Linked DNA regions of Sus scrofa: all the other regions are linked to region 1. A link is a contact called in public HiChIP or PLAC-seq data. All regions are on one chromosome and are shown on one strand. Each heading gives the region's core, a stretch centred on a gene start, on an enhancer-like site or on the middle of the called end of the contact. The rest is flanking DNA. Distances are from core to core; before and after follow the strand shown. Region 1 overlaps STARD13 (stAR-related lipid transfer protein 13). Region 2 overlaps STARD13 (stAR-related lipid transfer protein 13). Region 3 holds the start of STARD13 (stAR-related lipid transfer protein 13).

Evidence for each region. HiChIP or PLAC-seq counts read pairs in DNA pulled down with a chosen protein or histone mark.
Region 2: a contact with region 1 is called in an H3K27ac HiChIP or PLAC-seq map of skeletal muscle, with 3 times the contacts expected there. The contact joins two enhancer-like sites. A contact is called at or near these places in 2 of 47 Hi-C or Micro-C datasets (liver and skeletal muscle) and 1 of 2 datasets of contacts at active chromatin or transcription factors (skeletal muscle).
Region 3: a contact with region 1 is called in an H3K27ac HiChIP or PLAC-seq map of skeletal muscle. The contact joins the promoter of STARD13 here to the enhancer-like site in region 1. A contact is called at or near these places in 11 of 47 Hi-C or Micro-C datasets (embryonic fibroblasts, epiblast stem cells, fibroblasts and 5 more) and 1 of 2 datasets of contacts at active chromatin or transcription factors (skeletal muscle).

What each region holds. Positions count from the first base shown.
Region 1 is chr11:9,637,795-9,641,607 of Sscrofa11.1, forward strand. The region is part of intron 1 of STARD13 (stAR-related lipid transfer protein 13); the gene reads right to left. Among named protein-coding and RNA genes, the nearest start is that of STARD13, 99 kb to the right of the region's middle. Within about 2 kb of position 1,392, at least 34 of the 83 cell types and tissues checked have an H3K27ac peak or open chromatin away from gene starts, as enhancers often do. A contact at or near this core is called in epiblast stem cells, liver, retroperitoneal adipose tissue and 1 more, where this site is marked.
Region 2 is chr11:9,715,168-9,719,241 of Sscrofa11.1, forward strand. The region is part of intron 1 of STARD13 (stAR-related lipid transfer protein 13); the gene reads right to left. Among named protein-coding and RNA genes, the nearest start is that of STARD13, 21 kb to the right of the region's middle. Within about 2 kb of position 2,569, at least 7 of the 83 cell types and tissues checked have an H3K27ac peak or open chromatin away from gene starts, as enhancers often do. A contact at or near this core is called in skeletal muscle, where this site is marked.
Region 3 is chr11:9,736,104-9,739,988 of Sscrofa11.1, forward strand. STARD13 (stAR-related lipid transfer protein 13) reads right to left here and starts at 2,267. Exons shown (of 18, transcript XM_021065185.1): 1 at 1,884-2,267. The coding sequence starts at 2,007.

The DNA of each region.
Region 1 (3,813 bases), core at 142-2,641:
AACTCATTCCAGTTGACAGGAGGGAACAGCTGACAACTTGATCACTGCACCCTGTGGTTAAAGTCAACCAAGACTGTGACTTCACCATTGTTCCTATTTTCCATGCCTTCAAACACACCACTATGCTACTGAATTAAAAGCCTGACGAAGAATACATTTGGGGGATTGCCTGGTGCCCGTAGGTCACACCAGTTTTATACGTTTGAATACAAGCTTCCCGAAGTTCCACCACATGTCCACTAGAGGCCTGTGAAGAGCTTTTTTCCCCCACCACAGTCTCGCAACCAAAAAGGCCAGAATTAACAAGTAGTATTGATCCAGTATCAGTAAGGCAAAGATCAAACGGATAGATAACCTCGTAAAAAGCACCTTAATGGTGGGTAACGTAACCTTCCTTCAAAGCTCCAGGACACTGAGGTGGGAAACTTACAAAACTCCTAACACGTAACTGGAAAAGCTAAGTTACAAGAGGTAGGGTTTGGAAGCCTTCGGCAACCATCCAGAAAGCCACCAGGCTCTGGCCGGCTCGGACCAGGTGGCAACACGCACCATGTGGTGAAAGAGCAGTTATAATAATTACCAGTGTCCTGGGGGGGGGCAGGGGGGCTTCTGAGGAAAGGGGGCTTTCAGATCCTCAAGCACATACCACATACAAAAGGCATAGAGGCCCCCAGGGAAGGTTCCTGGGAGGGAGAGCAAACAAAGTCCTATTGCAGACCCTCGAAGGGCCAAGGAGGGGCTGCCTAAAAGGCGGCTCCAAGGGAGCCAATGGGGAGGCAGGTGAGGAACAGTGGCAACGCAGAGACCCAGAGCGAAAGAGACCCTCCACGTGGAGGGAGAGAGGGCGACTTCAAGCCAAACGCCAAGCACATCCAATCCGCAAAGACGACAGCAGCCTGACTGTGTGCACAGCAGCAGTGAACAGGAGGGAAGCCTCCCTGCCACAGGCTCACCACCCCGTCAGACTCAAAACAGGGCCTCTTGTCATGTGTCAAAAAACAAACAAAAGCACATCAGCGTGCACATCCACCACACCACACACACGTACACACACACACACCACCTCTCATCTATTTACCGAAACGGCCTGTTTTTCACTAGGCTTGGTTAATTAGCAATCAGAAAAGAGTTGCGGCTGAGTTTGAAGAAAGAACCCTTTGTTTGGAAAACCTGTGAAAATATTCCCTCGGCAGCTTGTAACTTTCCCTGCAGATCACCCCGGGCCTGAGGACAAGCCAGGTGCCAGAGGCCTCTGTGATCCCACACAGAGCTCACAAAGGCAGCTCTCTTTGTTGTCCCCTAGGAGTTAAGCCTTAATGGGTTTACAATATGCAGGCTTTTGGGGAGAGCGGCTTGGCGGTAGTTGCCTGCTGCCAGAAACGGAGCAGAGACCAGGCCTGGTGCAGCCCACAGCTGCTGTGGCGGCTCCACTGGAGGGAGGAGCAGTTGCCTGGGGCATTTCAAAGATGTGCAAGAACACAGGGAGACGCTATGACTCCTGGAAGTGAATCTGCAATGACTGCGAGCAGAGGGTCTGCCCACATGATAGGGGAAGGATCTCGGAGCCATGGCCCTGTGCTGAAGACCATGGCAAAGGGGGATTCTCGGAGTCTCTGTGTCCCCCATCAAGTCCTCTGTGGGAAAAGCATTCAATTATAAAGTAATATCATTGTCTGCTGCTAGTGAGCTTTATGTTGCCACAGTCCTGCCTGACTTCTAAACCTCAACAATCACAATGTGGACAGGAATAAGCCAGCGCCTCTGACCTTGGTTACAAAGAAAAATGGGTGCGGCACTTCGGCTGGAACCATGGCAACCACTCATCCCAGTCCCCTGGGTTTCCAGAGATGTCCACCCGAACCCTGCCTCCAGTGTGTCCTCATCCGGCCCCATTTCAGAAAATCTTCACCTTAAGCTGAGACACACGGATGGTGGGATAATGCCGAACGATATTAAGAGCGGCGATTTCACAATCTTTTGTAAAATATACCCACTGTTTTTTCCCCCCCATTATCCTTCCAATCTATGTCTGCTTTTTGATACACGGAATTGTCTTTTGCGGAAATCTCAGTCTCTTCCCTGTTATCCATATGTTAATTCATCTGAGAATCATCCTATCTCTTCCCCCCCGCCCCTGCTTTTTAGGGCTGCACCCGTAGCATATGGAAGTTCCCAGGCCAGGGGTCCAGTTGGGAGCTGTAGCTGCCAGCCTACACCACAACCATAGCAATGCGGGATCTGAGTTGCGTCCTCGACCTACACCACAGCTCCCAGCAACACCAGATCCTTAACCCACTGAGCGAGACCAGGGATTGAACCCGAATCCTCATGGATCCTAGAAGGCTCGTTAACCGCTGAGCCATGAGAGGAACTCCCTCACACCATCTGTTCTAAAACACTGTATGCTTGGTCCATTATGATGCCAAGACTCACTCTTTACTCATTTTGTGTCTGAATTATGTGCTTCTTCAGTTCAAGCAAAAGACTCTTCAGTATACCCCTGACATGCAAAGCACCAGCTAGATACTGTGGAGAAGACAAGGACCACAAGTGCAAGATGCTAAAAATCTGGTGAAGACAATAGAAACACTGGGAGACAATTTGGAGAAGGGCTAAGACGGAGGTGTAATCAGAATGCTGTGGGTATATAAGGAAGAGAAAAAATAACCCCTAACTCCCACTGCAGAGATTGGGCCATTGATTTTCCTTATTTACTTACTGGCTGCACGTGCAGCATATGGAAGTTCCTGGGCTAGGGGTTGAATGTGAGCCACAGCAATGACCTATGCCACAGCAGTAGCAACATCCAGATCCTTTAATCCCCCGTGCCAGGCTGGGGATCAAACCCACACCTCTGCAGTGACCTGAGCCACTGCAGTCAGATTCTTAAGCCACAAGGTTCGGTGCCACAGCAGGAACTCTGGGACATTAGTTTTAAAGGAGATAAAATTTAAGACGGCCATGTGTAAGGTGATCTATCATTCTGGTTTTAGAACCGAAGTCCTGGGTTCCATGAAATCCTCCAGTTGAACACGTGAATGATAAAAGATAATTGGAACTTAGAGTTGATCTCAAGGGAGAGATGCAGTGAGGGATGGTCTCGAGAGCAATGGGCTGAGAGTGGAAGTGAGCGGGCTGGTCAGGCCCAGCAGTTGCTGACTCAGTGGCCACCCAGGCGTGGGGTCCTGGGGGAGGGGGTGATGACCTGGCAGGCAGGACAGCAGTCCCAAGCCTCTTTCTATGCATCTGTTTTGTTCTGGCACACTGCCCAAGGCACTGCTGAGACAAGGCTCAGGGCCTGGCACAGAGTGGTGGCTAAGAGGCTCTCTCTCGACTGGACATGAGCTCTCTCTAGCTTTACAGGACTCTCACAATGCACACATGCCCACTTATCTAGGCCTCTGCCACTGCCCCACAGGCAGATGCATTTTGAGAACTCTGCTTTACAATGAAGGAACTGGAGGAGGAGCAGATCCAGGGAGTTGCTAAGAGGTGTTTGGGACTCTGAGCATCACCTTGAGTTGAATTTCTAATTAAAAAAAAAAAAAAAAAAGGAGTTCCCCTTGTGCCTCAGTGGTTACCAAACCTGACTAGTATCCATAAGGACGCACGTTCGATCCCTGCCCTTGCTTAGTGGGTTAAAGATCTGGCGTTGCTGTGAGCTGTGGGGTAGGCCAGCGGCTACAGCTCTGATTGGACCCTTACCCTGGGAACCTCCACATGCTGCAGGTGTGGCCCTACAAAGACAAAAAGACAAAAAAATAAAAAATAAAAATAAAATAAACAAAAAAACCCTATGATACGCTCTCCTTT
Region 2 (4,074 bases), core at 1,319-3,818, 79 kb after region 1:
TAGACCTACTTCTAATTCTGGGTGTATGGAACCATCTCTAGATTTCTATGACCACGTAAAAGCTTCACAATCAACTTTGCGGAGATCATTAAATACTGTGTATTTAATTTAAATATTTAATGTATTTAACCTGCTGGAAATAATATTTCTCTTGTTTAAAACTGATTAAATTATTTCTAACTGCTCCTTCCTCTGTGCTTTTGTATACAGCTTCTCTGCATCTAACAGCCCTGATTTCTTACTATTTCTATTCCTGAATAATGACAATAAAGAGTAAAAGCTGACACTTTAAGCACTTACCCTGTGGCATCAACCCCTCTCGTGTATATTATTTAACATCACATAACAAGACGATGATTGGCCCTGTTTTACAGATGAGAAAACTGAGTCTGGGGGGTGAGGTATCTTGCCTCCAGCCACAGAGCTGGGAGACGGTGGCAAGAGACACAGAAGCAGGGCTCCCCTCCTCTTCTGGACCTCAACTCAAACACTTATTTTCCTCCTCAGGCAAGCCAAAATCATCTCTGTTCAGAGGCCTTCTACCAATGACTCTTGCTGATAAGACTATGCTTTCTTCTTCCTTTTTTTAGTATTTATAAACTCGGTAGAGCATTCATTGGTAATTTTTGTGATTTTTTTTAAGTGTCATCAAAAATACTTATTTTGTCCATCAGGTTCAATTTTTATTGATTTGCAGAGACTGTGTTCTCCCTCTCTCTCTCTGTCTCCCCCGCCCCTTCTGCCATGACCTGTGAGCAAAAGAATGTCCTTAACAAAGCAGGTGTCCAGCGGATCCCATCCATTCACCATTCATCAATCACAGTGTTGCCATTAGCATGTGAGCAACTGCCTAACAAACACTCTCTCTCATTTCGAAACCAACGTCATTTACCAATTTCGTATCACTACTCATCACTGTCTCTAGCCTCACTTCTATAACTTTGCGATCTGACGATGACAGTCAGCAAGAATGGCTTATATTTCTCCATGATGTACACAGTGTACAAATAAACAGCCCTGAGTCTTAGTGACACGAGTCTTCAAGACAATGCCGTCAGTAAAACCTTGTCTGACAGGTGGAAGGAGCCCAACGTCTGTGGTTTATGCTGTTCTCTACATGGTTGGCTGAGAAGTTAAACCACCAGAAGTACATTAGAAAACATACCTCATATTTTTCATTTCCCTATCAAATGAAACAGAAATTATATTTTGCAACTTGGAAAGGCATTTTCTTCAAATAAAACTTGCACACTTACATCTGTTCATAAAAATGTTGAGCATCTTAAAATATGAACAAATGCTAGAGTTTTAGGAATGACCTAGCAGCTGCTGCACATGCAGATGTGATGTAAAATCTGCGGAAAAGCCATTCAGCTATTCATAAATAGGATCTGGAAAGCCTTCTATTTTGGTACACAAGAGTTGATTGCTTTTCCTCTTTCTAAACCAAGCCTTCCAGAAGTTAGAAAGAAGAGATAGCCATTATCTAAAACCTAAATCAACACATCCCATGATAACCTAAGTTAGTTCACATTTCTATGAATTTGAACTGATATTCCAATTTTTGAAAGATATGCAAGGCACGGTAGATATTAAATTTTCCATGCCATTATGACTTTTTTTACGAGACACAAGAAACATACACTTAAAAACAAACAAACAAACAAACAAAACCAACCAGAGATGGAGACAGAGACAGGTAAAAACCGTAACAGAATAAGAGAATAATTTTGAAGTCACAACATTCTTTCTTTCAGCCAGAAAATGAATAGCACCAACCAGAGCCACTACCATGCACACACAGAATAAAAGTGAAGCAGGCCCCCCAGGAAGGTGAAATGCTGTGTGAACGGCGCCGGTCAGCTTTGTCCCCTACCGATTCTCTGTTTCCAGTCACACCAGTTGCCTTCCAATCCCTGTTCTGACCCAAGAGCTTTCCTGATTCCGACCCTTCCCATACGCTGTGCCCATTGACTTAAATGCTTTTGAAAAACCTGAATGCTAAGGAATGATACTGCGCTCTAGAACTGAGCTCAAACGCTGCTCCGGAGGGAGCGTTCTCCAGCCCTCCAGACACGCTCGGTCCCCTTGCTACACGCCCAGGGCACCCTCCTTCCCCTACCTGGCCCTTTCCACAACGGTAATTAAAAAAATTAAATGTGCTCTTGATGGTATACAGTCAGTCTATCCCTTGACAGCAAGATTTAGGAGATCCTTGCTTTTCAGCTGTACCCACAACGCGCGGCAAAGCGCCTCGCCCCCTGAAAATGCACTCGGTATGTTCATACACACACTTCCACCTCCAAGCATTTCCTCGTATCTCCTGCCTTCTCATTTTCCTACACTTTCAACCCGAGTCTCTGGCCTTCAATTACGTTAGTCCCAGGGAAGAACTGGCTTTGACCAAACACGTGGCCAGAGGTGTAACTCATGCTCACGAAGAGACCGCTGGACCCCACAAAACAGCTCTGGTGAGAAATGCCCTCTTCCCTGCCCGTTGGCCAGCCTGATGTCGCTCCTAATGTTATCCCCTTTGGTCTGGTTTCACAGTCTCCACTGGGGACAAAGGAATGACGGATCTTCTTGCATCCCTCTTGGGAATTTCATAAGCTATTTCCACAGCTGACGATCACTTGGACTTGAGGGGGAGGGAAGTTGTTTTAAAGAGTGCCGTATTTCACAACAGCTGAAATAATTTTCTGCCAAAGCCTGTTTTAAATTCGACGTGTGTTTTCTCTGTATGTACAAGGCAGCCAAAGGTCTAGAGATATAATGTGACATATGAATTCAGCCCTTGAATATGCAAAAACAGAAGATATTTGTATATACTCCTAATGATAATAATTACCATTGACTCTAAAGTAAGCAAATCCATATTTGTTTTCAAGTTAAGGGTGTTACTTGAGAATATTCGAAAACATTTGCTAAAGGGGTGTGAACAGTGCAGCCGCTCATCAAAATCCTTCTGTCTGAATCTATTAACTGGCATTTCCCCAGCTGGGGCATTCCTGCATAACAAAAGCTCCTTATGCCAAGAGTGAGGGCTGATACCTAACTCAGACACCAGATTTACTTTATCCAGAATTAAAACTTCTTAATAGATTTTGTCAGTGTGTGTTTTTATGATGCAGCTATATCAAGCCCAAACCCAAAAGGTACCGTCGAAGAGAAAATTCAAATTCAAGCTTCAAAGTCAAGATATTCATCAAGACTGTTTCTTTCTACTTAAAAAAAAAATTCTCCAACTTGTTCACAAAAACATCTTGAAATTACTCATGTAAATTCTTTAGGGAGAGATATGTACTGTTTTATCGCCTTCCTATCCCCCACTGATCTCACTGCTTTTTTATCTTTCACTCAGTGTTAAAGAGATGTTACAGGTGGTTTTCCAAATGTGTATGTTTTCAAAGGATTAAGGTATTTGGATTACCTAAATTAAAATGAACAAACAAACAAACTCCATTTCCGTCACCTAAAAAGGTTAAAGGTTATATGCGTCTTTTGAGTATGTTGAAGGTGGTAACAAATACTTGCAGACTGATCATCATATGTTGATCTTCTATATCTATGTCAAGTTGATCCCTAAAACCTTCCCTTCTGAAAAGGGGTGCTACTGTCCTAGGCGCTGTAGTAAGTGTCATTCCTACTGGCCCTACCTGGGTAGCTGGGTCTGTTTCACTGTCAATGATTTTTTTTTTTTTTCCTCCTTGTATATCAAAAGTATATATCACATATTTTTCTCTCTTTTTAATGAGCAAACTGAAAGGATTCTGAACCTACATAACAGAAAAAGGTTGTCATTAGTTTGCTTGAGTATCACAGACTACCCACTTTTTCCTCTGAAAACATCTCAGGAACAACTGTGCTTCATGGGCAACCAGCAGTACTTCCTACTGACATTGAATAGTGAAGGTGCACCTTAACCCTTATCTCTAGCCTTTATCCAGCCCTAAAAAGGCTGACATATCAGGCCTCAAGAGCTCCAGAAGAGAAAAGGATGAAGCCTTTCCCATACACTTTGCTTGCTGACATCCACCAATAGCTCTGCCCATAGACACCTCCTAATTATGCTCT
Region 3 (3,885 bases), core at 1,017-3,516, 99 kb after region 1:
AAAGACAGGGCTGCAGTCATCTTTGGCCTCAGCTTCTATAAAAACCCAGCACAGCCTTGGCAGCCCTCCTGGAAAGACTTCTTGTTTCCTGAGGATCCAATGATTTAACAAACTTAACAAACTTAATAAGAGAAGCTATGAAAGAGACTTTGCAGTAAGCATTGTGAAGTTATGAAGTAACAAAAGTTTACTAGACCACAAAAATTTCTCTGACACCATCTAGCATGTAGATTATACAATTTAGCACAATAACAAGGAAAGTTGTTAATTGTTATTAATTGAGGTCTGCAATGCACAAACAGGTCTTTAAAAATCAACAGTCAAAACTACCGGGTTGCCACAACTTATTTCTGGGTCCAGGCTGCAAAGTCTCTTTCTATTTCTTTGGTGCTACTACATGGGACCACTGTCTTGAAGAGAAAATTCAGGGTGAACATTTTCTGCTGACAATAATGCATGGTGGAATCATCTGTAATCGCTCCCTCTAATTTGACCAGGTAGGCTGACAAAGACCTAGCTCAAGGAGATACAGACTCTGGGCCTCTACTCCAGGATGCTGACTGATTGAGAGAGGTGCCTGTGCGGGTGTAAGGACAGAACTTCTAGCAAAGGACTTCTACAGCTCTTCAATGAGGAAAAGGGGGAGGAGCCCAGACAAGGTGAAATCTTCCTTCTCACCCTTGGCATCCCTGCCCTCTGTCCAGGTTTCACACCTTCTTCTTCTCTAGACCTCTCTTCCGCCCCTGTAGTCACTGGCCCACTCAGAAGATACTGTTGGAGAGACAGGAGGCAAGAAGATCCAGACGCTAGACTCATGGTCAGCTCAGGGGCCCTTCCCTCCACACTTCCCCCACTTCCAGAAACATCCTCCACACCTAACACTTGGGAGAAGCAGTCCTAAATCCTACTCTGCCAGTGAGCTGTGCTGTGCAGTGGGGCCACCTCCCCTTATTGTGACAGGTATGCTGCGGTGACTAACCCCACCTAATGTTCCCAGCATGGGCTCTGAGGAGCCTCAGACCACTGACTGCTTTCCTGGTCCTGCCAGAAAGTAGTTCCAAGGAGCACGCACAGAAGAAGGACCGCAGCCAGGAGGATGAGGGAGGTGCTAAGGAAGGGACTGGCCTTCTGACCTAAGCAAGGATTCTTAAGGACCTCTGAGCTCAGAATAATCAATCACCTCTTCTCTTCCTCTGATTCGCCAGCGATGGATTACAAAAGGGAGGCCTATCTTTTGCAGTCTCTAAGTGAGGAGAGTCTGATCCACAGCTGGCAAGGGTTGTGGGCAGCTACCTACAGGCACCAACTGTCCACCTGTCTTTCCCCAAATCCTCCCCTCCTGCCCCTACAAACATCTGGTCTCCCAGAGCTCAGGATACGCTCCCTAGTCTTGTTTTGACCTCCCCCCCCCCCCCACCACACACACACACACACACAAGCAGTGGACACATCCCTTGTGGAAAAGGAGAAGTTGGGAGAGGGACTGCCCTCCCAAAAGGCCAGCTGGGCTGGCCACTCATTCATTCATCGGGCTGGGGTGGGGCGGATGGCGGCGGAGCGGGGGCCAGGCCACCCTAAGGACACGGCCAGGTAACCCCGCGCGGGCTCCCGCCCCGCGTGCAGCGGCCCGCGGCTGTCAGAGCGCACGGGGTGGAGCCCACACCCACCCGGCCTCTGCGCGGGGAAAGCGGCGAGCCTGACGCTCCCGCCCGCCCGGCAAGGGTGGTGTGAGCAGCCTCCTCCGCCCAACCCCAGACTAGGAAAACCCGAGCTGCCCAAAGCGGGGCCGGGGCCGGGGCCGGGGCCGGGGGCCGGGGGCCGGGCGGGCAACCCGGCCGGCGCCTCCTCCCGCCCCCGCGGTTCTGCGTCTCCGGGGCACCGACCTGCCAGCCGCCTCTCCCGGACGTTCTTCCACAGCCGATCCCAGGCTCTGGCCGTGGAGTCCCGCAGCTGCTCACTGATTGACCTCCTGAGCTGCGTTTGGAAGGGTTTCCGTTTGCCGGTCATTTTTGCTCCGTCCGCATAACGACCCGCGGGCGTGCCACCGTCACTCCCGCGTGGCCCGCAACTCAGACGCCCCGCGGCTCGAGACGCCAGATGCCGGATTCCCGCCCGGGGCCCGGGCCCCGCCGCGGCGCGACATGGGTCCTCCGCCGTCCCGCGCGGGGGCCGGGATGCGCCGCCACGGAGCGCGCCGCGCAGGGGCCACCTCTGCGCTCCGTCAACTCCGCTACTCCTTTCCCACTTTGCCTCCGCTCCCTCCCCTCCCTTCTTCCCTCCCCCCTCACTCCGGGACGGTCCAGCGCCCCACTCCTTCCCCCAGAGAGCTCTCGCCCCCTCCCTCCTCCTCCTGCTGGGTCCGACGGCCCCCAATTACTGGGCGTCCACACCCCGCCCCCGCCACCCCGCTTTTCATTTTCCCTCAGACACAGGGGCTGTACCCTCGTCCTCCCATTTCTTGATATTTGCCATTTTTCACTCTGAGAAACCGCCACCATCCCAACCATTACAAAAATTTAAAACTGTGCCACAGCTGGTGCCGAAATAACTCATCACAGTTTTCCCGAGTTCAAGTCACTTGAAATCGGCTCCTCCGTCTGGCTGACATTCTTTTGGAGTTAGATACTGGTGCTCTCGTATTATATGTCAGTCTTTCCCGGTTTCCTCAGTGAAATGATTACCTGGCTGCAAGCTACAATCACATTGATTTGTTCATTGCATAGCTTTGAGTCTAGAGGAAAATAACTTGTAAATATTAAGGTCAAACCGTGAGGAACCCGCGTAAAATAGATTCACATATTCTGGTAAAGCATTCGAATAGGTATGCAGTTTAAAAAGTAGATACTATGAGGAAGTGAAATGTGAAAATAAAAGAATTTGGAGGGAGTTTAACCAATAACATGACGTAGGCTTATAATTAGAAAGCAACCCTGATTCCTTCAGGTAAGAGGGAGGAAATACACTGGCTCTTTAAGAAATACCTGAGGAGGCGGTGGGGTCCGGCTCATTTCCCTGGGCTCTCAAACTTTACCCCAAAGGTGAAGACAGTACTAGCTCAGGCCTCAGAGTGTCCTGTTATTCTTAAGGCTTTGCTTTTAAAGGGCTTGGAGGACCTTAGAGAAAGTAATTTTGACCATGTTTGATGTCACTCCATGATGTGATGAGTTGATGTCATACGTCTCAAGCTTGGCTAGGGAACTTGAAGTATTTCAAAAGGGAATTTCCGAATTATTTAAACAGTAAAATGGCTTGAATATCATTTCTTCTTCTTGTCTTTGTACCAGGCTGCTAAATAACCCAAGTTTAGTTAGCTGTCTTCTATTTTTTATTTAATTTCAGGTGCCCCATGTAAAGTTTAACAATTCAAGAAAGTTCTTCAGTCCTCTGTTATATAAATTGTTCTTGACGTAAGGAGTGGAAGTTAACAGCCACCTGAAGTATCCCCTCTACCATTCTACATTTTTGGTAAACATTCCCTCTACTAGCTTGTATTGTTAGTAGAAAGTGTGTGTGGGGGGATAATGATGGTAAAAACCATCTTTATTATTTTATTTTGTTATTTCAAGTATTCAAAAATGGTCACTAGTGAAACACTCAGAATGAGCTAGAAAGTAATGGTTGGTTTTTTTTTTTTTTTTTTTTTTTGGTGCCAAACTGCTAAACCTTTGAAATTGTCAGTTATGAAGCAATAAGTCATGGATCAGAAGTGGACTTGAAACTACGGCAGCCAGTTACAGACTAACCCAGATTGCTTTCTGGACCCCTGCCAAATACCCTTTTGATTACCTCCTGTTTTGTATGCATGCAGTGGTAAGGAAGTGCTCTACAAGAAGCACGATTTGTGTTATCTTAAAGTGACTGCTGTACGGTGTAACGACAAAACGT